Linked DNA regions of Mus musculus: regions 2, 3, 4 and 5 are each linked to region 1. A link is a contact called in public HiChIP or PLAC-seq, Micro-C and promoter capture Hi-C data. All regions are on one chromosome and are shown on one strand. The core of a region is the stretch at or near the end of the contact, and the rest is flanking DNA. Distances in the headings are between cores, read along the strand shown. Region 1 holds the start of Zfp704 (zinc finger protein 704). Region 2 has its middle 24 kb from the start of Tpd52. Region 3 has its middle 6.3 kb from the start of Gm46832. Region 4 holds the start of Fabp4 (fatty acid binding protein 4, adipocyte). Region 5 has its middle 19 kb from the start of Gm46832.

What was found. Promoter capture Hi-C pulls out the DNA fragments that hold promoters and counts their contacts. Hi-C and Micro-C count contacts between places; a contact is called where the count stands out from the background. HiChIP or PLAC-seq counts read pairs in DNA pulled down with a chosen protein or histone mark.
Region 2: an H3K27ac HiChIP or PLAC-seq map of embryonic stem cells shows a contact between it and region 1, with 2.1 times the contacts expected there. The contact joins the enhancer-like site here to the promoter of Zfp704 in region 1. A contact is called at or near these places in 6 of 39 promoter capture datasets (cranial neural crest, embryonic stem cells, liver and 2 more), 1 of 484 Hi-C or Micro-C datasets (cerebellar granule neurons), 7 of 115 datasets of contacts at active chromatin or transcription factors (embryonic stem cells, forebrain and stem cell-derived neural progenitor cells) and 1 of 9 other capture datasets (adipose tissue).
Region 3: a promoter capture Hi-C map of the C10 cell line shows a contact between it and region 1, with 6 times the contacts expected there. The contact joins the enhancer-like site here to the promoter of Zfp704 in region 1. A contact is called at or near these places in 5 of 39 promoter capture datasets (the C10 cell line, cranial neural crest, embryonic stem cells and 2 more) and 1 of 115 datasets of contacts at active chromatin or transcription factors (stem cell-derived neural progenitor cells).
Region 4: a promoter capture Hi-C map of liver shows a contact between it and region 1, with 2.2 times the contacts expected there. The contact joins the promoter of Fabp4 here to the promoter of Zfp704 in region 1. A contact is called at or near these places in 5 of 39 promoter capture datasets (cranial neural crest, hippocampal neurons, liver and 1 more) and 1 of 9 other capture datasets (pancreatic islet).
Region 5: a contact with region 1 is called in a Micro-C map of embryonic stem cells, with 2.2 times the contacts expected there. The contact joins the enhancer-like site here to the promoter of Zfp704 in region 1. A contact is called at or near these places in 2 of 39 promoter capture datasets (embryonic stem cells and pre-B cells), 2 of 484 Hi-C or Micro-C datasets (both in embryonic stem cells), 4 of 115 datasets of contacts at active chromatin or transcription factors (craniofacial prominence, embryonic forebrain, embryonic stem cells and 1 more) and 1 of 9 other capture datasets (macrophages).

The regions. Positions count from the first base shown.
Region 1 is chr3:9,607,562-9,611,935 of GRCm38.p6, reverse strand. It overlaps Zfp704 (zinc finger protein 704), which reads left to right and starts at 1,851. Exons shown (of 9, transcript NM_133218.2): 1 at 1,851-2,666. The coding sequence starts at 2,217.
Region 2 is chr3:8,985,830-8,990,268 of GRCm38.p6, reverse strand. It overlaps a transcript of Tpd52 not described here. Among named protein-coding and RNA genes, the nearest start is that of Tpd52, 24 kb to the right of the region's middle. Within about 2 kb of position 1,523, at least 59 of the 459 cell types and tissues checked have an H3K27ac peak or open chromatin away from gene starts, as enhancers often do. A contact at or near this core is called in embryonic stem cells, where this site is marked.
Region 3 is chr3:9,031,586-9,036,142 of GRCm38.p6, reverse strand. No RefSeq gene overlaps it. Among named protein-coding and RNA genes, the nearest start is that of Gm46832, 6.3 kb to the right of the region's middle. Within about 2 kb of position 1,597, at least 131 of the 459 cell types and tissues checked have an H3K27ac peak or open chromatin away from gene starts, as enhancers often do.
Region 4 is chr3:10,206,126-10,210,679 of GRCm38.p6, reverse strand. It overlaps Fabp4 (fatty acid binding protein 4, adipocyte), which reads left to right and starts at 2,064. Exons shown (of 4, transcript NM_024406.3): 1 at 2,064-2,241. The coding sequence starts at 2,169.
Region 5 is chr3:9,006,770-9,011,143 of GRCm38.p6, reverse strand. No RefSeq gene overlaps it. Among named protein-coding and RNA genes, the nearest start is that of Gm46832, 19 kb to the left of the region's middle. Within about 2 kb of position 2,678, at least 14 of the 459 cell types and tissues checked have an H3K27ac peak or open chromatin away from gene starts, as enhancers often do. A contact at or near this core is called in embryonic stem cells, where this site is marked.

The sequences.
Region 1 (4,374 bases), core at 602-3,101:
TGTGCCACCAGAAAGTCTTACCCAGCATGAATGATTTACCCACAGCTGCAGAGATTGGGGGGGGGGGTGTCTCCCCTTCAGTTAACCTTCCACACTCTGTAATCCAGCATCTCTGCTGGGACAGAGACAAGTGCCACTCGGGCAAAATTCCATACAAGTGGCTGGGGGACAGGCTGAGTCTCATGGAGAGGCTTTGTGCCCACTCCTCCTAAGGACAGCCAATCAGCCCGATGGCATGCAAGGATCACAGCTGTTCTGATGACCATGACAGCTGTGCTGTTAGTTGAAACAGTCGATAAGATCTCTTCTGCACCCCTCGTACAGGTCCTTGAGCCACCTGCCCACCTCTGCCAGAGACCCATATACTTAGCTGCCTCTCTCCAAATCATCTCATGAGATCAACCAAGCCACTATCTTCAATCTGGAGGAGAGCAGCTTCGCTCCTTGCCTGGGGCTACTCTTTCTAGGCTCACGGAAACAATTCACTTGCTTCTGGGAGGGTCTAGCTACATCCAAGACACACCCATAAATTACAATGCTCCAGTTAACAAGGTTTGCTCATTCTAATTTCCTGAACAGGATATTTACAGATGAAAAGTTCACTAGAAACGGTGTGTTTTGAATGCACTTTGAGGGAGATAAATTCTGGGGTGGTATCTGAAGTGGGGCAGGGAGTGCATGTGTGCACACCTGCATGTGTGCACACCTCCTCTTCAGACTGTACGCACTTCCAATTTCACTGTGGGGAGGTGTTAGCAGAGCTTTGGGACTCGAAAGGAAGGGCTGACGGAAAGGCATTTCAGAAAGGACGGACAGGACCTGTGGGCCAGTGCCTCACAGGAAGTGAGAACAAGGTGGCTTTAAAACACACCACTATTTTTGGATGTGATTACTTAAAACAGGCATTTTCTGGACGGGTGATCAGTTTCTGGGAGGACAAAGTTCATTTTAGAATCCTTGTCCTCATCCCTCTTTAGCGGTTGGAAGGTACCCCAAATAAACATTTAATGAGCCCCATCACATGTCTAGCAAGCCACGTGATGTTCAATCTCCAAGAACAATGGGCCATGTGGACACCCTTTTACTCAATTGTTGATGAATAAGGCCCTCCTAGCCCTAGCCAAAACCTATAGAATTTAGGGGCATGATCTGGATGCAGAATGTCTGGTTTACTCCCTCCGAAAGCAGCAGTCATTCATAACATGGCAAACTGGCCTTCTGCTAGCTTACATATATAAAAAGCTGAAATAACAATCTTGACCACTTGGTGTGTTGCTTTCTCTAGACTGGGACAGTGCCAGTAGACCAAACCAAGAGCAGAAAGAACACTTTTGGAATTCGGCCCATATCATATCACCAGGTAAGGACCTCAGGTGGAAACTGGAAGAAACACATAGGAGGGCCAAACCTGCACAGAGCTGAGAACATGAGGCAAGGCCTACAACCTGGTGCTCAAAGGAACCTGGTAGAGAGGGCCAGGGAAATGTTGCAGGAATCTCCATGACTGAGGACTCAGGCTGGGAACTGACCCCAAACCTGGGGTTGGCACACCTGGTCGAACTCCACTTGAGCACCAGTGGTCGCCATCTGAGAACCACTCTTGAGCAAATCTCTTAAGCAAACACCTTCCTGCCGTCTAAACCTACGCTTTTCCCACCAGAGGGAGACATGGGCCCAGGGGCAAGGGTGGCCTCAGTGTCCCAGCCAACTGCTGGGAAGCCGGCAGATTTTCAGAGAGCGCGGGTCTGGGGAAAAAAATCCAGTCCGGGTTTTGTCTGAACGGAGACCAGGAAGGCAGCGAGGACTGGGGAAGAGGGGGAGGCGGTGAAGACACGACACAAACAGCTCGCGCCCAGGACACCGCGGTAGGCCCTGAGCGCGCGGGCGCAGGGCCCGGAGAGGCGCGCGCCGGCCCGGCCGCCGGCCGCATGGAGCGCAGCGCAGCCCGCGGCTCCCGGGAGGCGCAGGCGGAGGTAGCGGCAGCGGGAGCAGCGCGCTCGCTCACACCCACCCCCGCCCGCGGCCGGCGCGCCGCCCCGCCGTAGCCGCCGGCGTCCCCGCGGGCCCGGCCAGCGAAGGCGGCGTCCGCGCGTCTGCCAGCCAGCAGCGGCGGCCAGCCCGGGAGGCGGCCCCGCAAGCCCCGCAGCCGCGCGTCTCCGGGCCCAGCCGCAGCCCGCGAGGAGCCCGGCGCTCCGGCCCGCAAGCCCGGCGCAGGCATGCAGGCCAGGCGCCTGGCCAAGCGCCCCAGCCTGGGCAGCCGCCGCGGGGGCGCTGCGCCCGCTCCCGCCCCCGAGGCCGCCGCTCTGGGGCTCCCGCCCCCCGGCCCCAGCCCGGCCGCCGCACCGGGAAGCTGGAGGCCGCCGCTGCCGCCGCCGCGCGGGACCGGCCCCTCGCGCGCTGCCGCCGCCTCGTCGCCGGTCCTGCTGCTGCTGGGCGAGGAGGACGAGGACGAGGAGGGCGCGGGCCGAAGGCGCAGGACGCGCGGGCGGGTAACGGAGAAGCCCCGAGGGGTCGCGGAGGAGGAGGACGACGACGAGGAAGAGGACGAAGAGGTGGTTGTCGAGGTGGTGGACGGCGACGAGGACGACGAGGACGCTGAGGAGCGCTTCGTGCCCCTCGGACCCGGCCGTGCGCTTCCCAAGGGCCCCGCCCGAGGCGCGGTGAAGGTGCGTGCGAGGTGCCGGGGATCGGTGGGGGGCGCAGCGGGCTCGGCGGGGCGCCGGGGCGCCGGGGAGGCCGAGCGCAGCGGCGCGGGCCGGGAGGGGTGTGTCAGGCGGCGGTGGGCAGCGCGCGGAACTGCGGCTCAGCGGCTCAGCGGCTCAGCGGCGCCCGGCGGCCTGTCGGTGCTCAGAGGCCGGGCGGATGCGTGGTCCCGCGTGCCGGTAGGCAAGGAAGGAGCGCTTCTCTGGGCAGGGTGGGGAACTTGGGAGCTGGACGAGGTCGGAGCCCCGATCGGCCTGGCATTGATATTTTATTCTGCTCTGGGGAGGCAGGAGTCTTCCTTCTCTTGTTCAAGCTTCTGGAAACTAGCCAGCAACCTGCAACACCTCCTTTCACCTGAGAACAGTTGTTGGTCGGTTCCATCACAGGCACTTGTGAAGGAGTTGGGAGCCTGTGCAGCAACAACCTAGACCTTGGTTTCCGCGAGCTTTTTGCCCCTCCCCCATCCCCGTGTTTCTCCTCGCCCTCCTTAAACTGGACATCCTAAGCACTTACCCTCCGCCCCCTTAAGATTACAAAAGAGGAAGGCGGGGAAGGTGTTTGTGTTGTGGGGAGAGAGAGGGGTAGCATTTAAAATGAATGTGACTTTCAGCTGAAAAATTTCACCAGGTCCTCATCCGCGCTACCGCAACGAGCGATCTTTCCGTTTTTTTGTATCTTCAGAAGATAAAGGGTTTATTATTACACAACTGTCTGGCTGAGCTTCTAAGCACGCTATTGGACAAAACAAACTGCGTTGAGGTTCATGCACCGTGTATGTTGCTAAGAAGTTTTGAGGGCAGCGAGTGGCAAGCAATGGAGAGTGTTTGCTTTTTCGCCAGTGTTTTTTTTTTTTTTTTTTTTTTCTGTTTTCTGTTTTTTCGAGACAGGGTTTCTCTGTGTAGCCCTGGCTGTCCTGGAACTCACTTTGTAGCCCAGGCTGGCCTCGAACTCAGCAATCCGCCTGCCTCTGCCTCCTGAGTGCTGGGATTAAAGGCGCAGTGTTTCTTAAGATAGCAGGATAACCAGAAATTCTTGGAGTGTTCAGAAGAAAATATATGTAAACAAGTGAACTTGATAGAGGTGGTTGATGTTGTTGTTTTTGTTTAATATCTCCGTGCCCGCTCTCAAGTGTCTGGAAGCTTGTAATTATATTTACCAAGAAAAGTTAAACAGCAGTTAGCGTTGCCCCGCAGTAGATGTGGGAATGTTTCTTTCCTAGACCACCCTGAAGTATGACTGGCTCTCTCTCGGTGTGAGACTTGAGCAAATGGTCATTTAGGTGATTGTTTTTGACAGCTGCTTGTTGGAATCTGGACTGTGCCCACACTCATTACTGCTGCCTGCTGAAAAGCCCGCTTTGTGTGGCAACAGGATATAGCGGGATTTGAATTAAGTTCCATAGCATCAGTGACACTGAATAAGACAGAGTGCCCCCTGAGCAGTGTTGTTCATACACACTCAAAATGTGTCTGGGGTGATTATACAAGTTGAGACAGAAAGATTAATATGTTATGCTCTGTAATCCAAGTAGGCCCAGTGTAGGAAAGAAATCTGTTCTTTAAACTAGGAATATCTAGGGTGTGATTGTTAGCATTAGCAGAGATTTTTCACATCTCCAAATAAATTCAAATTTTTTCAAATTTCTAACACATTGCTTTGCTCACAAATTTT
Region 2 (4,439 bases), core at 274-2,773, 620 kb after region 1:
GCACTGGCCATCTGGGTGTTTTGGGGATGTCTTTCACTGGCCTGGAGCTCACCAAACAGGCTGAGCTGGTTGGCCAGTGAGTCTCGGGATCTGCCTGGTTCCACCTCCCACAGATGGGGTTGCATGTATGCGCTAGCATGTATGCTAGCATGTATGCGCTAGCATGCCCACCCAGCTTTTTACATCAGAGTGGGGGGGGGGGTCTTACTCAGATCCTCGGACTGCCAGGGCACGCCCTTTGCTGACCCAGGCATCTCCCAGTCCAGAAACCGAATCTTAAGGGATCTGGCCTTGGCATTCTGAGTTATCTATTAATGTTACCAGTGGAGCAAATTTTGCTGGTGCTGTTTTGGAGAGAGAAGTTCTGAGGCCTAGGAGTGGGGAAAGGGCAAAAAGGATGGGCCAGTGCAGAGGAGGCTCTGTGCGTCTCTCCAGCTGCTGAGGAAGGATTTTCCCTAGGGAGACAGCAAACTTGCTGCTGGTTCTACCATTGAGCAGTTTTCACCTTCCATGTTAGGATGGCTGACCTTGTGGGCATTAGAAAATCAAAGCAGTTGCATTTCATGTATTTTTTTGTGTGTTAGTGCTGGTTACGGTGGTGGTGGAGGTGGTGATGTCTTATAGAGTCAAATCTGGCCTCAGATTCATTATATAGCTCTGGCTGGACTTGAACTCCTGATCTGCTTGCTTCTAGGAAGTTACTCTTCACCTCTTTTCCGTTTTCACCATGAGTTATCTGTATCTGTTGTATAGAAACAGATAGGAAAGCATAGCAATAATGCATTTAATAGGAAATCATATTTTAAAACCTTTATTTATGCAAATTTATTTAAATAAATCAAGAATATTAATTTTAGAATTAATTAATACAATATATTTTATGTATAACATTGTATTTTATTATATGCAATATATAAAATTTATATATTTATATGTAATTTACAATATAGTCTTATGTTTATATATAAGTGAATAAAATTAAAAATTTCATATTTTATCAATTAATTAAGCATATCAGTTTACTTTTCTGCCACTGTGGCCAAAATGCTTGGCAGAGTCAACTTACATGAAGAAAGTTTGTTTATTTACTTAGGCTCACAGTTTCAGAGCATTTTGATCCTTCCTGTAGGGGAGCCGAGGGACAGGGGCAGGCAGGCTCCTCTATCAGGAGGAGGAAGTGAGGCAGGAACCAGATGGCCTACTTCTGCCAGCAAGGTCACCTTCTAAGGTTTCTACAGCCCTTTAAAATAGAGTCACAGACTGGGAGCAGGCATTTAAAACGAAGCTGGTGGGGGACCTTCCTGCTTCAACTCACAGCCTTAAGTGTCTTACTGAAACCTCAGCATGCTTAAACACTTCTCCTACTCTTGGGTTGGCTGTACGTGTACAGCAAGGGGTAGAGGTGCTAACAGAAGCTTCAGACCATGCTAATAAAAGTCATTTTCTCCACTCACTACATTTCTCTCCCTCTCCTGCACACACCCTGTCAGGTCAATGTTCAAGTTCTTAATCACAGGCCTTTCCCTGAAACACTGGGTGCTTTGTTTGGCCGTCCTTCAAGGATCAGATTTCCTGCGTTCAAAGGGAACCTGGAACCTGCTTGTGCTTGCCTTTTGTCTCCTAAGACACCCTCTGACATCCTCTGAGGTCTGCAGTATGATGAACATTCTTTTGAAGAATGGTGTTGAGGAAGGCTATTTTCTTTCTTTCTTTTTTTTTTAAAGATTTATTTATTTATTTATTATATGTAAGTACACTGTAGCTGTCTTTAGACACTCCAGGAGAGGGCATCAGATTTCGTTACGGATGGTTGTGAGCCACCATGTGGTTGCTGGGATTTGAACTCGGGACCTTCGGAAGAGCAGTCTTAACCACTAAGCCATCTTGCCAGCCCGGCTATTTTCATAAAAGGTTTGTATTCCTGCCTTGGTGCTTCTGTGGCTTATTTCTGCTCACGTGACCTTGTCAGTTATGTTAGGGTGCATCCAACTTCGGTAGGCTGTTCTCTTCCCTGCTTCTCTAACAAAAGGTTTTCCTTTCCCCTTCCCCTCCTTCCCTTTCTCTCTCTCTCACTCTCTCTCTCTTTCTCTCTCTCCCCTTTCTCCCCTTTCTCCCCTTTCTCCCCTTTCTTCCTTTTTCTCGAGACAGGGTCGCTACATAGTCCTGGCTGTCCTGGAATTCTATAGACCAGGCTGGTTCTTGAATTCCCAGACATTCTGTGTCTGCCTCCTAAATGCTGGGATTAAAGATGTGGTCCTCCACACCTGACAGTTTATTTTATCTTACATTTCCACGTTTATCACTGAGGAAAGTCGAGGCAGGAACCTGGAAGCAGGAACTGAAGCAGAGACTGGGGGAGGAGTGATGTTTATCATCTCACTCAGCATGCTCTATGCACCCAAGCCCGCCTACCTAGGAGATCTCCCCTATCAGTCACTAAGAAAATGACCCACAGACTTGACTATAGGCAAGTTTGATAGCCACAACTCAACTCACAATCCTACTTCCCAGATACGTCCAGATTTGTGTGTGTCAGGTTGACAGGGAAGATTTTGTTTTTTCCTTCTTTAAACTATTAATGCTAATCAGATATGTTTCAGAAGGTGCCCCAGAAACCCCAGAGTTGCAGCATTCTGCTTTGAAGTAACTGAGACACAGGGTTCTTGTTTATACAGAAAGCTGCTTGCCTGGAGACTTGGCATCACCTCAAAGTACTGATACAAGGATGTCACTTCCGGCGTCTGCCGTCACTTCCGGCGTCTGGCATCATGTCTGGCGTCTGACATCATGCTAGGTGCCATGCTTTTTACTTGCCGTTAACTCCGTAAGGATGGATAAATCATATAAAGATCATTTGGTGTGTGCACCTTTCAGAAGACAAAATAGCAGCAAACATAACTCTAATTGACTTTGATTTCCCAAAAACAAAATGGAACAGACATTCCAATGGGCACTGTTTGGACACCCAGCCCCCTTAATTTTTCAGTTTGACTGCATGGCACTTAAGGCCAGTGACTCCATTTCTGTTTGATCTGGCCTTATGCAATAGCTGGGTCTAAAACAAAGACTTCCTGGAATTTTTCTTTGTCATGCCTTAAAAAATATCACTTGCACTGTTTTTCTTAAGTTTTAGATCTAGTCTGTAGAGACAAAGAATAATCCTTCTACTGCTGTTGTTGAGAGTTGAGCTCTGTGTTTGCTCTTAGGCTGTAAGAGAATTATATATATTTCTGTAGAGTGAAGACTCGAGGCTTGGAAAGTGACTCGCAGCTGTTCCTCTACAGTTTGACTGTGGCTTCAAGCAGGGCTCCTTTGCTGTGTCAGAGTACAAGTGGGCGGCGATGGCCTCCCGTACCCACGAGAAGAAAAGGTTGAACGCCAACCACTGATATGGCCAAAGCCAGACATGAAAATGGTTTTAGCTTTTTCCCAGTGGAATCTGCAGAGTTCTTTTTCGAGAGAAACTTTGCTTGTTCTTTATCAGAGAGTGAAGCAGGGTATCCAGGTTGTTCTAGAAACCAGCTTTTAAAGTCCTTGCCTGTGGTGTCGGTGGTAATGCCATGCACCCCTGAGGTCTAGATCAATTCGGTTTTCACTTTTTAAATGCTTCAGGGCTGGGGATGTAGCTCAGATGCTAGCATGCATGAGAACCCAAGTTCGATCCCTAGCACCATATAAACCTGGCATGGTGGTGCAGGCAGTGGGAGGGGCCCAAGTTTGATTTCTTTTTTTTCCCCTCTCCCATTTCTGGCTGTGAAGTTAATGGAGGAAACTGTGTGTGTGTGTATGGTGTTTTGTTGTGTGTGTGTGTGTGGTATGTGGGGTGTGTGTGTGTGTGTGTGGCATGTGGTGTGTGTGTATTTGTGTGTGTGGTGTGTGTGTGTACTTGTGTGTGTGATGTGTGTGTGGGGTGTGGTGTGTGTACTTGTGTGTGTGATGTGTGTGTGGTGTGGTGTGTGTGTGTGTGTGTGTGTGGTATGTGATGTGTGTGTGTGGTGTGGTGTGTGTGTGTATGTGTGTGTGATGTGTGTGTGTGGGGGGTGTGGTGTGTGTGTGTGTGTGTGTGTGTGTGTGGTGTGGTGTGTGTGTGTGGTCTTAGGCTCTGCTGTGCTGAACCTGCTTGCTCAGGATTTTCGGGTACCTCTGTAAGGCTCATTACTTCTCCCTCAAGTCTCCTGCTCTTGTGACCTTTGCCCTGCGGCCCCACAACACAGCTCCAGAAAGTGCAAGGACGGCAGCTGGGACTGGCAGCGGGGACTGGGAGCCAGCTGCTTGCTGCTGCCTGTAATTCAAAGCTTCAACAAACAGAACAACAAAAGACATTCTAAATAGCTGTTCTTAAACAAGGCCTGTACTGTTCAGCCTCCCCTCGCCATGGTTGCTGGCCCTTCTTCCTGTTACAGTTAGCCATTTGTCATGTGCTTGCTCTTCAGAAGACA
Region 3 (4,557 bases), core at 348-2,847, 580 kb after region 1:
TGAAGACATGACATGTGGGTCCATGCATTTCTTTTTGTCTTTTTTTTTTCTCCCTCTTTTTTTTTTTTTGGTTTTTCAAGACAGGGTTTCTCTGTGTAGCCCTGGCTGTCCTGGAACTCACTCTGTAGACCAGGCTGGCCTTGAACTCAGAAATCTGCCTGCCTCTGCCTCCTGAGTGCTGGGATTAAAGGCATGCGCCACCACGCCTGGCTCGGTCCATGCATTTCAAGAACACCTCACTCACTCCTTACGACATGTGTTCAGGCACCAGGGGGGTTTTCTTTTTTCTTTTTTTCTTTCCTTTTATTGAAAATAGATTCTTTTCTCACACAGTACGGTTATCATATTTCTCTCTTGCTAAATATGCTATTTCCATCTAGGGTCGTGGCTGAGGGGTCATGAAAGTACATGGTATAGAAATTCCATGTATAGCTACTGTGGGGCCACAGTAAAGGACATGGAGAAGGGAAAGGTCAGGAGAGAAAAGAGACCAATCCCCTGGCACCAGCAGACACAGCATCTGTGGTTGAAGTACAGACCGACACAGTGAAACACCCGCCACAGTGTACTAGCAAGGGAAGGTCCAGTCTCAAAAATGAGATAGGTTTAAACCATCTAGGACTGATATTTCACACTACATCTCTCCTGCTGGTTTCTGGCTCCTAGAGTTGCTGAGAATCAGCTAAAATGAGGGAGCCCATGCTCCAGTTACAAAAACAAAGGGTATGTGGGGGAGGGGTGCCGGAGAGAGGGCTTGAGAACACTGATTGCTCTTCCTGAGGACCTGGGTTTAATTCCCGGAACCAAATGGTGGCTCACAACTGCCTGTAAGTCCAGTTGCAAGGGATCTGACATCCTCGGGCAGATATGCAAGCAAAATGCCAATGCACATAAAATGAATAAATTAAAAAATAACAACCCATACTTATATATAAACAAACTTAACTAAACCCCACCTCCCCTTCTCCCCCACAACAAGAACTATCTGGGAGATGAAGAGGCTCAGAGAAAGTGAGTGCAGAGTGGGCCACGTATCATCAAAATACCATGTATGCATGTGTGCAATTGTTGACACACTGCATGCTTGTATGCAGTTGTCGACACATTGCATGCTTGTATGCAGTTGTCGACAGACAAAGCATATGAAGAGGACTGACAGAGTGGAAGAAGAAGGGAGGAGAAACAGAAGTAGGTAAGAAACTTCTTAAAGCAAGAGCCCTGCTTGCCCCCCCCCCCCCCCCCCCCCCGACTTCCACAGTCTGGTGCTGAGCTAGCTGGTTGACCTTTGACCTTCATAGAACACCTCAAAGCTCAGCACCACACTTTGTTCTGGAAGGATCAGATGGCAAGTCTGAAAGGTATATGCAGACACTGACTGCAAAGTGCCCTTTGGCCCAGTGCTCTGAAACTGTGAAGATACCACAGAAACCGGAAGCTGAAACTCCTGCTGAGGGAGAGAAATCAGCCCTAAAGCTCACTGCACGTCAGAGTGCTGTTGCTGGCTGTCAGTGTTGTCTCTGTTTAGTACCACTTTAGAAGGGCGTGACATTGGATAATCGCCTTGGGGTGGGGTGGGAGAAGGCCACGTGTTTAGAAAGAGATCCATCTGTCGTGCAGCTTATATAATGAAGCCATTATTGTCTTGTCTGCTTGGATTTGGAGCTTGCCATACTCTCTGTGGCTCCCCGGCTTAGCCGCCCCTGCTTATGGCTTGAAAAATAATTGCACTCTTGCTTTTAACTGTAGTGTGATTTCCTGTTTGTAGACATCATCATGCCGCAAGTTGTATTCGTAACACAATTAAGGTGTGTATAATCTGGTATGCCTTTTGTTTAGTTTTCTTGTGACTCAATAGACAGAGAAGGGATACCACGGAGGTTTTATGTTGGATAATCACCCATGCATCCTGCCGGCACTGCCGTGCCCATTTTCAGTCCTCTAGAGAAGACGAGAATAGTGTTCCAGAAATATCAGCTAATGGCCCACTGCCTTTCCCTAACTTCCCTCGAGAAGATTTATCTTCATCTGACTCTGCACCAGCAACCGGAAAGCGCACTTACCAGCTTGTAAAGCACTTTCTACACCAGTGGGACAGTGAATGACGGGCAGAGTGATGTCATTCCTCTGCCTTGCTTCACAGCTGAAGTGAAATATTTGCTAACTATTTCACGCATTTTTTAAAAACGGACGTAAATGATAAACAACAGAACTTCAACAATTGAAACCCTGCAGGAGAGAACGTAAAACCTTGCTTGCTGCTCTGCCTGTTGCCATGTGGTCAGGAGAGAGAGCTTTTAAATTGAAGTGTTGACCTAGTCCTCCCAGCAGACTAAAGAATGACGGGCCGGCCGTCCTGAAAGAACCCCCACTCACTGTGCCTGCAGGCAGGCTTTTAGGGAGCTGCCATCTTGAACAACAGACATGTTTGGAGCATCAATCAGACAAATACAATGAGAAACTCCTTGCATGTGTTATTAGATCACCGTCACAAAGTAGTTCTCCGAGTTATTTACTTTTGTGTGTGTGGTACTCTGAATTGAAGCCAGTGTCTTATGCATGCCAGGCAAGTACTCTACAACTGAGGTACAGCTTGGTCCTTCAAATTGACTTTTAATTGAAATGTCTCCTGATCAGTCTGAGTGTGTGTGTGTGTGTGTGTGTGTGTGTGTGTGTAGGGGTATGTGTGTATGGTGTGTGTGTGTGTAGGAGTATGTGTGTATGTATGTGGTGTGTGTGTGTGTGTAGGGGTATGTGTGTATGGTGTATGTGTGTGTAGGAGTATGTGTGTATGTATGTGGTGTGTGTGTGTGTGTGTGTATGGTGTGTGTGTGTGTAGGAGTATGTGTGTATGGTATGTGGAGTGTGTGTGTGTGTGTGTGTGTGTGTGTGGTGTGTGTGGGAGTATCTCACTCTATATCCCAGGCTGACTCAAACTCAGCCTGCCAATCCTGAGACCACAGATGTGTACCACAAAGCCAGCAAGGGTGTGATTGTTCAAGTTTCAGGATTCCCCTGAGAAGGGACAAGAAGTAATCCTTGCATTGCTCTCCTTATCTGATGGGCACTTGGTGAACACCGTCTCACATCACACCCTGGATCTGTTCATGTTCTTTCTTGTCCCTGGAAACAGAAGTCAGAGCAGGGAAGAGAAGAGGAGGAGATGGAGGAGAAAGTCTGGTCATCTGCTCACCTGCATGGAGTGATATGTGTCCTTTATCCACACGATGCTCACAGCAGTGCCATCAAGTGAGAATTACTACTATTCCCATTTCCTGGGGCTAAGAAAGGACGGCGGCATCTGAGAGGCAAAGGAACGGGTTCAGCTTGCAGTTGGAGACATTAACCATTAGCTTGGGGTCATCACCACTAGACCACTAGATTATAGAGATAGACTTATGGCCAGCTATTTTCTCTTAAAAGCCCAGGTCTTTCATTTCTGCCTAGGAATAGAAAATGCCCACACAAATCATACTTTCTGACAATTGTGTGAATGCCAGTCATCATATTGAACTATGATAACAGAATATCATGGTCTGAGGGGCTTAATCATGAAGCTAAAGTCTAAATCTTGCTGTGACTAAGCATGCTAGAGAGAAAGACACCCCCTTTAATCTCTCCCTCCTTCCCTGCCTTTTTCCTTCCCTCCCATCCCCTCTCTGTGGGTATTGAACCACCAGAGCCGCCTGCAAGTCTCTAGCACAGACTTCCACTCCACTGGCTCATCTCCTCTCGTAAGGACACCAATCCTGACACTAGGGCTTTGTCTCCTGATCTAGTTACCTCCCCAAGGCCTGACTGCAAGTATATCATTCTAAGGGTTAGGACTTCAACGCAAGAACTTGAAAGGACACAAACATCCAGTTTATACTAATTCATGTTTTCAAACATGGGGACTAGTTAATGAGAACTATTTTGGCCTGTATATTATTATATGTGGCTGTGTTATATTAACTATTTTAAATATTACAAAAGTGAATTTATTCTATGGAAACTGCATAAATATCTCAGTACTCTTTGAAGGGTCTCTGGCCTGCCTGGGATGGCAGACATGGCTCTTACACATATATCCTGTAAGTAACTCCAATAAACTCATTGGTTCACCAAGTTGGACTTTAATGGTATCATACTGCCCTGTTGAGGAATCCCTAAAAGGGATGAGTAGACATGTCTATTGTGTCTGAAGGGCTCCAACAAGCCTGGGTTTGGCAAACATAGCACTAGCAGTGAAGAGACACTAGCCCACTGGAGCATCTAGCTCTGACAGGACTTGCCCTTTTCCCCCCAGTTTCCTCTGCCTTAGTAAAACCCATTAGATGACATTCCTGAAGCTAGCCATATTTGGCTACTTCTTCCTCCTGAAGATCCAGCTATCAAAGTATTGACATCTCCCAATCAAAAGGCCTGTTGCTTGACTCACCTAATTAATCTGTCCAATTAAAATTAAACACCTCGCCCGGCAGTGGTGGTGCACGCCTTTAATCCCAGCACTTGGAAGGCAGAGGCAGGCAGATCTCTGAGTTCAAGGCCAGCCTGGTCCACAGAGTGAGTTCCAGGACA
Region 4 (4,554 bases), core at 815-3,314, 600 kb before region 1:
TGGATCCCCAGTGGTCAGCCTGTGCCTAAGGCATGTGTGAATAAACGGGTGGACTTGGTGTCACTGTGCTGCGCTACCAGTTCCAAGAGAAACAGAGCACAGAGCACAGAGCACATGTGAAATTCTAGCAACCACATTAGAAAAGTAAAAACAAACAAACAAGCAAATAAAAACAAATTAGTTTTAGTAAAATATTTCACTTGGCTTGCCTTAATTATGGTTATTCCAACATATATTCAATGTAAGAAATTTTCACGATGCATTGCATTTTATATTAACTTCAACTGTGATACATACTGTACACTAACAGTCATCTTGAGTCAGACTCTTTTTTTTGAAATACTTGTTCATTATTTAAAGTTCACAAAAATTATAGTTAAAAAATTTAGATTGATGAATTCAAGTTGTTTCACACATTTTATTTTTACATTTAATTAAAGTTGAGCTTTCTTGTTATATTAGCCACCTGTCGGAGGCAGAAGTAGTTGTGTAAGTGCAGAAGTTTACATGGGCTGGCTCTACAGCACGTCTAACCCATAGCACTATAATCCACATGCAGTCAGCACAGCGGGCTAATCGCTTGAGAACATGTCTAAGTTAGGGATCAGCATACGTTTCCAAATAAAACAATTTAGAACATTATCAAAATTATTCCTGCATTAAAATCGCTTATTTTATTTGAGTTGCAATCCAGGGGGTCTTATCCAGTAGGAAGCCTGAGTCTGAGAGTAGTCCATAGTGGGTGAAAGTTGTTCCCCTGACACTAGCAGATGCGATTAAAAGTTGTTACTGTGAGTTAAATTTATCAAACTTTTACAGTAGCCCATTTTCCTACAGAAAATATCATGTTTCAGAGTCTGTTTCCCCAGACTTTGGGGGCTGGTAGGGACTTGGGAGCAGGTACTTCTCAGCGAGCCCCTGTACAGCAGTCCATCTCTCTCTAACACCCTGAAATGTGGGTGTGCTCGCAGGCACTGGTGTACATGTGAACATCTCCCATCATTCTGCTGTGAGGCAGGGAGGCTGAGAAACTGGATTACTTTATAAAAGCTATCTCAGATGAGTCACTGTGTCAAAGAAGAAAACAGGTTTTGATAATTCATGACCACATTACTTCTGATCATTCACATAAACCCACAATCTTTAGGTCTGCATGAAATTAAAACTTACAATATATTTCAAAAATGAAATGAGGGACATATTTTGCATTGGGACCCATTTTTGAAGGGTCTGTAAAAATGAGTACTACATGGCTATTTACGAATGGGAAGAATAAGGCTTAACTTTTAATGTAATTAAATCTGTGCACTACATTCCTGAGCAATGAGCAGAATGTATTTTAAGTATGTATTAAATATTTGAAATTATAAATCTAGGCCGCTGTAGCCCGCATCCAGAGGCAGGGGCAGCTAGGTTTCTTTGAGTTAGAGACCAGCCTGGTCTAGGTAGTAAGTTCCAGGACTACCAGAGCTGTGCAGCGAGACTGTCTCAAAAACCAAACCAAACCAAAACCCAACCCAAACCAAACAAAGCCAAACAACAACAACAAAAACAAAAAAACCCACCAAAAAAACCAAGGAAACAAAACAACCAAAAATCAAAAAACTAGGCTACTTTAAAATGTCATTATTTATTTTGTTAAAATTCCTGAGATAAACACTATTCTAACAAAAGAGCCATTAAGACTAAGAATCTCTAAGATAGTTTTTATGTTCTCAAATTCAGAAGAACTAAACACATTATTGCAGTATTAATAAAATAAAAACTCAAGATAAGAAGGTCAAATGTGTCCAAGATAATTGTCTCCTCCACAATGAGGCAAATCCATAAGGAATAATGGGGGGAAGTTCAATGCATTAGCTTTTGACAGTCAAAACAGGAACCTTTAAAATACTCTGTTCATGGTTAAAAATAATTTGTACTCTAAGTCCAGTGATCATTGCCAGGGAGAACCAAAGTTGAGAAATTTCTATTAAAAACATGACTCAGAGGAAAACATACAGGGTCTGGTCATGAAGGAAATGATCTGGCCCCCATTGGTCACTCCTACAGTCACATGGTCAGGGCATCTTTAAAAGTGAGCTATCTGGACTTCAGAGGCTCATAGCACCCTCCTGTGCTGCAGCCTTTCTCACCTGGAAGACAGCTCCTCCTCGAAGGTTTACAAAATGTGTGATGCCTTTGTGGGAACCTGGAAGCTTGTCTCCAGTGAAAACTTCGATGATTACATGAAAGAAGTGGGTGAGTGCTGTGGGGGTCGGGGTCCCCCGGGCTGGGGAGAGGGCTTGCAGCTGCCTTGCAGCCCGGGGGGACAGGATGGAGCTGTGGTGGGAGAAAATGCTGCTTCCCGCATGGAGGGTGTATGTAGAAGCCACAAGAAAAAGTCTGTCCTAGAAGTTTTCTCAAAGCTTCAAGCTCGTGATCCCTCCAGGTGAACCCGCAAGAAAGAGTCTACAGGACAATCTTTTACTCTCTGTAGAACGACAAGATGTGGCCTTCTTTGCCAAGCTTGCGATTCTGAGGTTCATTTGGCTACTTGCCTGTTTTCAACATCTCCTTTTACATGAAAAATTTGTAATAATTTAAAGAGAAAAATATTCCTTCCGTTTGTTTTTTTTTTTAAAGGATGGGGGCAACTTTTACTTAAAACTGAAGTCATGATATTGCCCCTCTTAGAAAACAAATCATGTTGGAAAATATATTTTAGCAAATTCTTTTCTGTCTCAATGTCAAGGCCTAAGAATGTGTGATTATTTTACAGTTGACAAAAGCTTGGCTTCCGGAGATACTTTCCTTCAAGGACTTAAAGGTTTCTTCGTTGGTTTAGAGTGATATGTGATGTCATAGATTTGTGAGTAATTCAGAAGGAAAGCAGGGCATGCAAAGCACACATAGAACTTGCCCTTCCCACGATATGGGCTCACAACGGTCTATGTCCTGTCAACACTGCCCACAGGCTGCTGTGTGGCCAAACAGCTTTGCCTATCCGTATAGAGGGGCCATCGCCCAGCCAGCGATGTACTTCATCAGGAAGCGTCTGCTTTGAAGCCCTCTCTCCTGACCTCCCCATATTACAGAGTATCTCCGTTAGGACAGACTCCCCTCAACCTGCAAACCTTCCCTCAGTTATACAGTGGGAACTTTTGGTTGTCTGTCAATATTGTTGTCTTGTTTGCAGACAAGAAGAATATCGGGAATTTCAGCATGACTTAGCCCATCGACTGTTTACTGTTCAGTGTGGTAGTTACTATGCACTGAGCCAGAAATACCAGGGCTTGAGACACTTTTAGCTCTTGACCACTTGAAACATTTCATACTGCTACCATTCCTATCTAAATTATAATGACACTACTTAAGTTGTGAGAGACCCATGATTAAAGGCAGTAGATATTTCCTGAGTGGAACTGGCAACCGTAATTAAGGCAGAGTAGGCAGGTATTGGCTTCTGCAGTCAGATAAAAATGAAGACACAAGTGAAGCTGTTATTTGTCCCCGGCACGGTCTCTCTGCAATCATTTCCCAGTGCTGTGTCCCTTTCCTGCGCTGATTGATTGTACAGAATGCTGTGCTGTGTGGCAGAGTGACAATTCAAGGCAGAGACACACCATTTCCTCACTGTGGTACTGTTTAGACAGAGAACTAAGTCGTACCCTCTGCATCATTTATCTTGTGGTGTGGTTGTCTCTCAGTTCATCCTTAGTTCTAGCTTTGGGTCACCTTTTGTCAAAGACATAGCCTTTATTTAAGCATTTGTGTTGAAGGAGTCAGTGCACCCGAGACAGAAGGATTCTGTGTAACATGCCGACAGGGTGACTAAGGTTCTAAGTTGTTCACCCTCCACAGGGAAGCTAAACAAACAAAGTTCACAGCTTAAGGGACCGAGATGCAGAGTGTTAGTTTCCAAACTTTTCTATACACTGACATTCTGATTTCCTGAGTTCAGAAGATACTTACCCAGTCTGCTTTACGTTTCCTGATTGTTGAGAATGCGATCACCATTCTAAAAGGACATGAAATGTGAAACAGCATGTTCACTCTACAGAAATTAATCAGACAATTCATTTCATGAGGGAGTAATATGGGAAAGAAGCCTAGAAAATTAAATTTGGCAACAAGTGTTGTGAAATGTGATTTTTGTTCACTCAAAAATAGATGACCTTTTAACACAATAACTCTAAGTGAGGCCTGGCCTTTGACTTAGATTTTAAAAAAAAAAAAAACTTTTAGTAATTAAGAAAGAATAAAATGGTCAAACTGCCTCAATCACAAATAGAAAATAGAGATAATATACATACACTTATTATTAGCATATTATAATAAATATAGACATACAGACCTATATAAAACACATAGACATCGAGATATGAAGATTTAATCTCTTAATACATTCTTGTTGAAATTAAGGACTTATCTGAAGGAGTGTAGTTAGCAGACAGGCACAGTAAATCTGGATGGATGACAGGTTCTGAGAGCATCAAAGGAGCCTCCGGCACCCTGGTGTCTTCTTCATCACACACACAAATGTTAGCTTTACATGCGTTCTCTTTCTCCCTG
Region 5 (4,374 bases), core at 1,429-3,928, 600 kb after region 1:
CTGGGATCCTGTGATCCTCTGATCCTGGGCGTGTTAGAGCATCTGGGAGTGGAGCTGTCTCTGGGTGTTGTGGGTCTGGCTTCGGAGTTTGTGCCCAAGGCCTGCTTGGCCTCAGTTTCTTAAGAGTTGGGATTACAGATGTGTATGTCTTATTCTTCCTCACTGCTTTATTTTGGGTCTCATGTGCACCACGCTGGTTTTGAACTCTGTATAGCTGAGGGTGACCTTGAACTCATAAGTGTTAGATCTAGTTGGGAAACCCCCACCCAATTCCCGATTTGGTGTGCACCCAAAAAATCACGAAGGACCATCTCTTGATGTAATTACATGAGGACGTTTAATTACGGAGCTCCGGACTGACATGCATCCCACACAGGAGATAATGAATGTCGGCCACGAGGCTTGAAAGCTAGGGGTTTTTATGGGGTAAGGGGCTTAGGGGCGTGGAATTCAGCATAGCGACACACTATTGGCTTATTCAAACATTAACAGAAAGGGCATCAGGACTTTGTTCCTGTGGGCTGGGGGCTCATCTTTGTTCACATAGCAACCAGTTGATGTATGACTACCCGGTGTCAAGGGGCAATAGACAGAGGGGAGGTTCCGGCCAGATGGTGTTGACTTAGATAATATAGCCCTGCTGGTCCTTGCATACCTTTTTATCTTTACAGTCAAGATGTTCTTAGGAATGCCTTAACAACCATGCCTGGGGGCTGTTCTGCTTTGTTCTCAGTCCCAGGCCGGGGCAGTGGGCTCCTAAACAACTCACAAGTTACAATATTTTATCTTCCTTCATAAGCACCTTATCTTCATTTCTCAAGAGCACCAGTGACATATGTTGCTGTCCATGGGGCTTCTCCCTCATCTCTAACACTGTGGGGTCTTTGTCTCCATTGTTCTGAGTGTGCACCTTGCTCTGGGTTCTCAGCGAATGCTCTCAGTCTGGAAATTCTGTCCCATCTCTCTTCCTTAAATTCCTTTTGGACGGTTGGCCTCTTGGATCAGTCTTGTAATTTTCTTCTCTATTTTTCAGTTCTATCTTCTGCCTCACCTTTTGGAAATTTACTTTGTATAGTAGGTTGAATCATATGCCACTTTATAACTATGACAATCAGTGCTCTGCTATGTACAGAACAAGGCCCTCGGAGGGCTGCGTGCTTCCTGGAGACTCTTGAGAAATCCCAGTGCTTTGCTTGTTAAGGTCATTGGCAGAGGTTGATTTCTGATGGATGTCAGTCAGGAACTCTTCTAGCTTCTAGCTCATCTCTACAGTCCTTGGCTCATGGCTGTCTTCATCCATCTTGAAATAATAACAGAGGGTCAACTTCCTCTCATGTTTTCTACACTCTGTGTTTCTTTGTGGCATGTCTCAGCTTCTAGTCAGAGGGGACTCCTTTGTTTTGTTTTGTTTTTTGTTGTTGTTGTTGTTTTTAATTTGCTTTTTGCCTAGAGCTGGGACTCCTGGCATGTACCACTATGCCTGGCTCTTTAGATTGGGCCTACGAAATAATTTAGGCAAAATTCCTTAGCTTAGTTTCCCTGTTTCAGCATCTCTGGCTTTACCTTATAAAGTTGTTTTTCCTGTCACAGGGTCTGAAGATTAGGACACACACACACACACACACACACACATGCACTCAACATATTTATATGCAACACATATATGCAATATATACATTTGTTTTTATTTATTTATTTACTTTTGAGGCAGAGTCTCTCTATGTAGCTCTGGAGCTCTGGCTGTCCTGGAACTCACTTTGTAGACAAGGCTGGCCACTGCTTCTTTAGTGATAGGATTAAGGTGTACAGCGCTGCTGCCTGGCAGGATTCACATATTTTTGTGCATCTTTGCTGTGCAAGGGGACACACACACACTGAGTTATGCACCAACCAAAGAATGTTTTTCATCTTGAATGTAACAGTGACAACTTCAAAAGTCCATTTTTTTCCTTCAATATGTATAGTTGTTTTCCCTTGTGAATTATTATTTTTCTAATTGTTACTTTTGTCTGTGTGCCTCCCACATCTCTCTTCCTTACCGCCTTTTTGGGGAAGAAGGGACTGCCCACTTCCTGTTAGCCCTTCAGCTCATCCTTTTGCTTTTTCCCCATTCTCGAGACAGAGCCTCAGATAGCCTAGGCTGGCCTGGATAATCTTGACCTTGTGATTCTCCCGCTCCTATCCTGATCCCTTGAGTATTTAAGGTGTGCACTACACGCCTGGGTTTATCCTTGTTTTTTGTTTGTTTTCTTTTCTTTTTTGAACTCTCTTTTGTACCACCAACTCCTGATGCTTGTTTGTGAATGTGCATGGCCTCCTCCCCTGCCCGCTTCCCAGTGCTCAGCCCTGGGAGATCAATTAGCATCACTTAACTTTGTGTACTCTTTGTCCTTGTGGACTTGTCACCTGACTGTAACTTTAGTAGCCTTGGGGAGGAGTAAGCATGGATATAAGTTGGGAAGAGAACTTAAAACCAGTGAACTCTCCAAAGAATGGATTTTATGGTATATAAATTTTATGTCAGTAGAGTACATTTTAAATACTTTTGGTATGTGGTGGTTTTATCGTAAAGCATGACCACAGATTTTAGAGATGAGGAGATTGAACCAGAGACATTTCAGTGAGAGGCCCAGGATAGTGATGGCCAGTGCTGATTCAGCTACATAGTAACAGTATTGTAGCGTTGCCTTTGAGCGAGCAGTGGCCATGCTGGGTATTCAGCACTGCTCCTGTTCTTGTGGTCCTAGCCTAGCCTATTTGCAGGCAACTGGAACTTATACTTAGGAAAGCTGAGCTTGCCGGGTGTGTGTGTGTGTGTGTGTATGTGTGTGTGTGGTGGTGGTGGTGGCGCATGCCTTTAATCCCAGCACTCGGGAATCAGAAGCAGGCAGATTTCTGAGTTCAAGGCCAGCCTGGTCTACAGAGTGAGTTCCAGGACAGCCAGGGCTATAAAGAGAAACCCTGTCTTGAAAAAAACAAAAACAAAACAAAAGCAAAACCAAAAAACCAATATTATCAATGATTCTAAGATAGTGATGATATTTATGCTCTGGGTTGTCTTCAGGATAGATGGGAAAAATGAGACCCCTTGACAGCAGCAACAGCAGATGCTCAGGAGAAAGGGGGCTGCGCTGCTTCTGTGTTTTCTTCCTTCCCAGCCCTCATAACGTAGCTTGATAAATGCCCAGAATGCAGAGTGGCTTAAAAACATACAAGGGGAGTTAAGTGGTCTATAGCTTTTATCAACATAGCCCAGATCAATGCGGTGAGAGCATTTCCCGTTCCTCCTTAGGGATTGCACGTCAAACCTCCATTACTGTTAAGTACTCTTCCCAGGCAATACCTGTTTCTGTACATTTCTAACTTCTTCATTTCATCTCCACCGTCTTTTATACACCTGTGAGGATATAAGAGATAGCTATAATATTGCCTTAAGCAATCCAGTGTTAATACACGACACTAAATTGATCTCTTTCCAAAGTCAGTCTTGACTTCTTGGGCCTCTTAGCCCTTTAGCGCCTTGAATTTTCACGTCCATGCAGGGAAGGCTGGTCTTCTGGATTATGATGACTTCCAGACTGTGCTTTGAGCTGCCTCTTGATTAGCCAGCAAGTCAGAACTGCCCTGGGGTCAGCACACTTAGCAAATAAAAATATTTAGGATGCCTAAGAATTTTGGGTGAATAATGAAAACAAAATTCAGTAAAATATATTGCAATATTATGGGGGAATAAGCTAGTAGTAAAACAAACAAACACACTTGTTATGTATTTGAAATTTAAATTGAAGTAGGTGTCCTGTATTTTATCTGGCAACTCTAGGTCTCCTGAAAGACCACAGCCCGGGCTCCTAGCTTTAGAAAACAACTGCAGTGTGTGTGGGGAAGGAGGCCTCACTATCAAACAGATGCCTCTGTTCACACTGTACCCTTTCTCTAGACCCATGAGCCTCTGCAGGCATGCATTATGAAAGCTCCTGCTTTGGCAGGCTTCCATACATTGTCAGGGCTTTTGGCCTCTTTCCCAGGATAAACTTTTCGATGGCTACTCTTGGTTGGAAGTGTGGTCAAGGAGTAGCTGATGCTCTAATGCAGAGTCAAGGAGAGAAGCAGAGAAAGCCAGCATCTGCGTTACTACCTGTTTCCCCGTCCATACCCCAGACTCAGGGCTGCCACTTCAGGAAGCTTCCAATGTCTTCTACTTGGTGTGATTTTTGCTGGCTGTCAGTTTAGGGAGGTATGCATGATAGGGCAGAATACCACATTCCCCCTTCCTCCCTCCCTCCCTTCCCTTCTCCCTCCCTCCCTCCCTCCCTTCCTTCCCCCATTATTTATTTGTTTAGTGACTGGGCCAGAGAACAAACCTAGTGTCTTCTG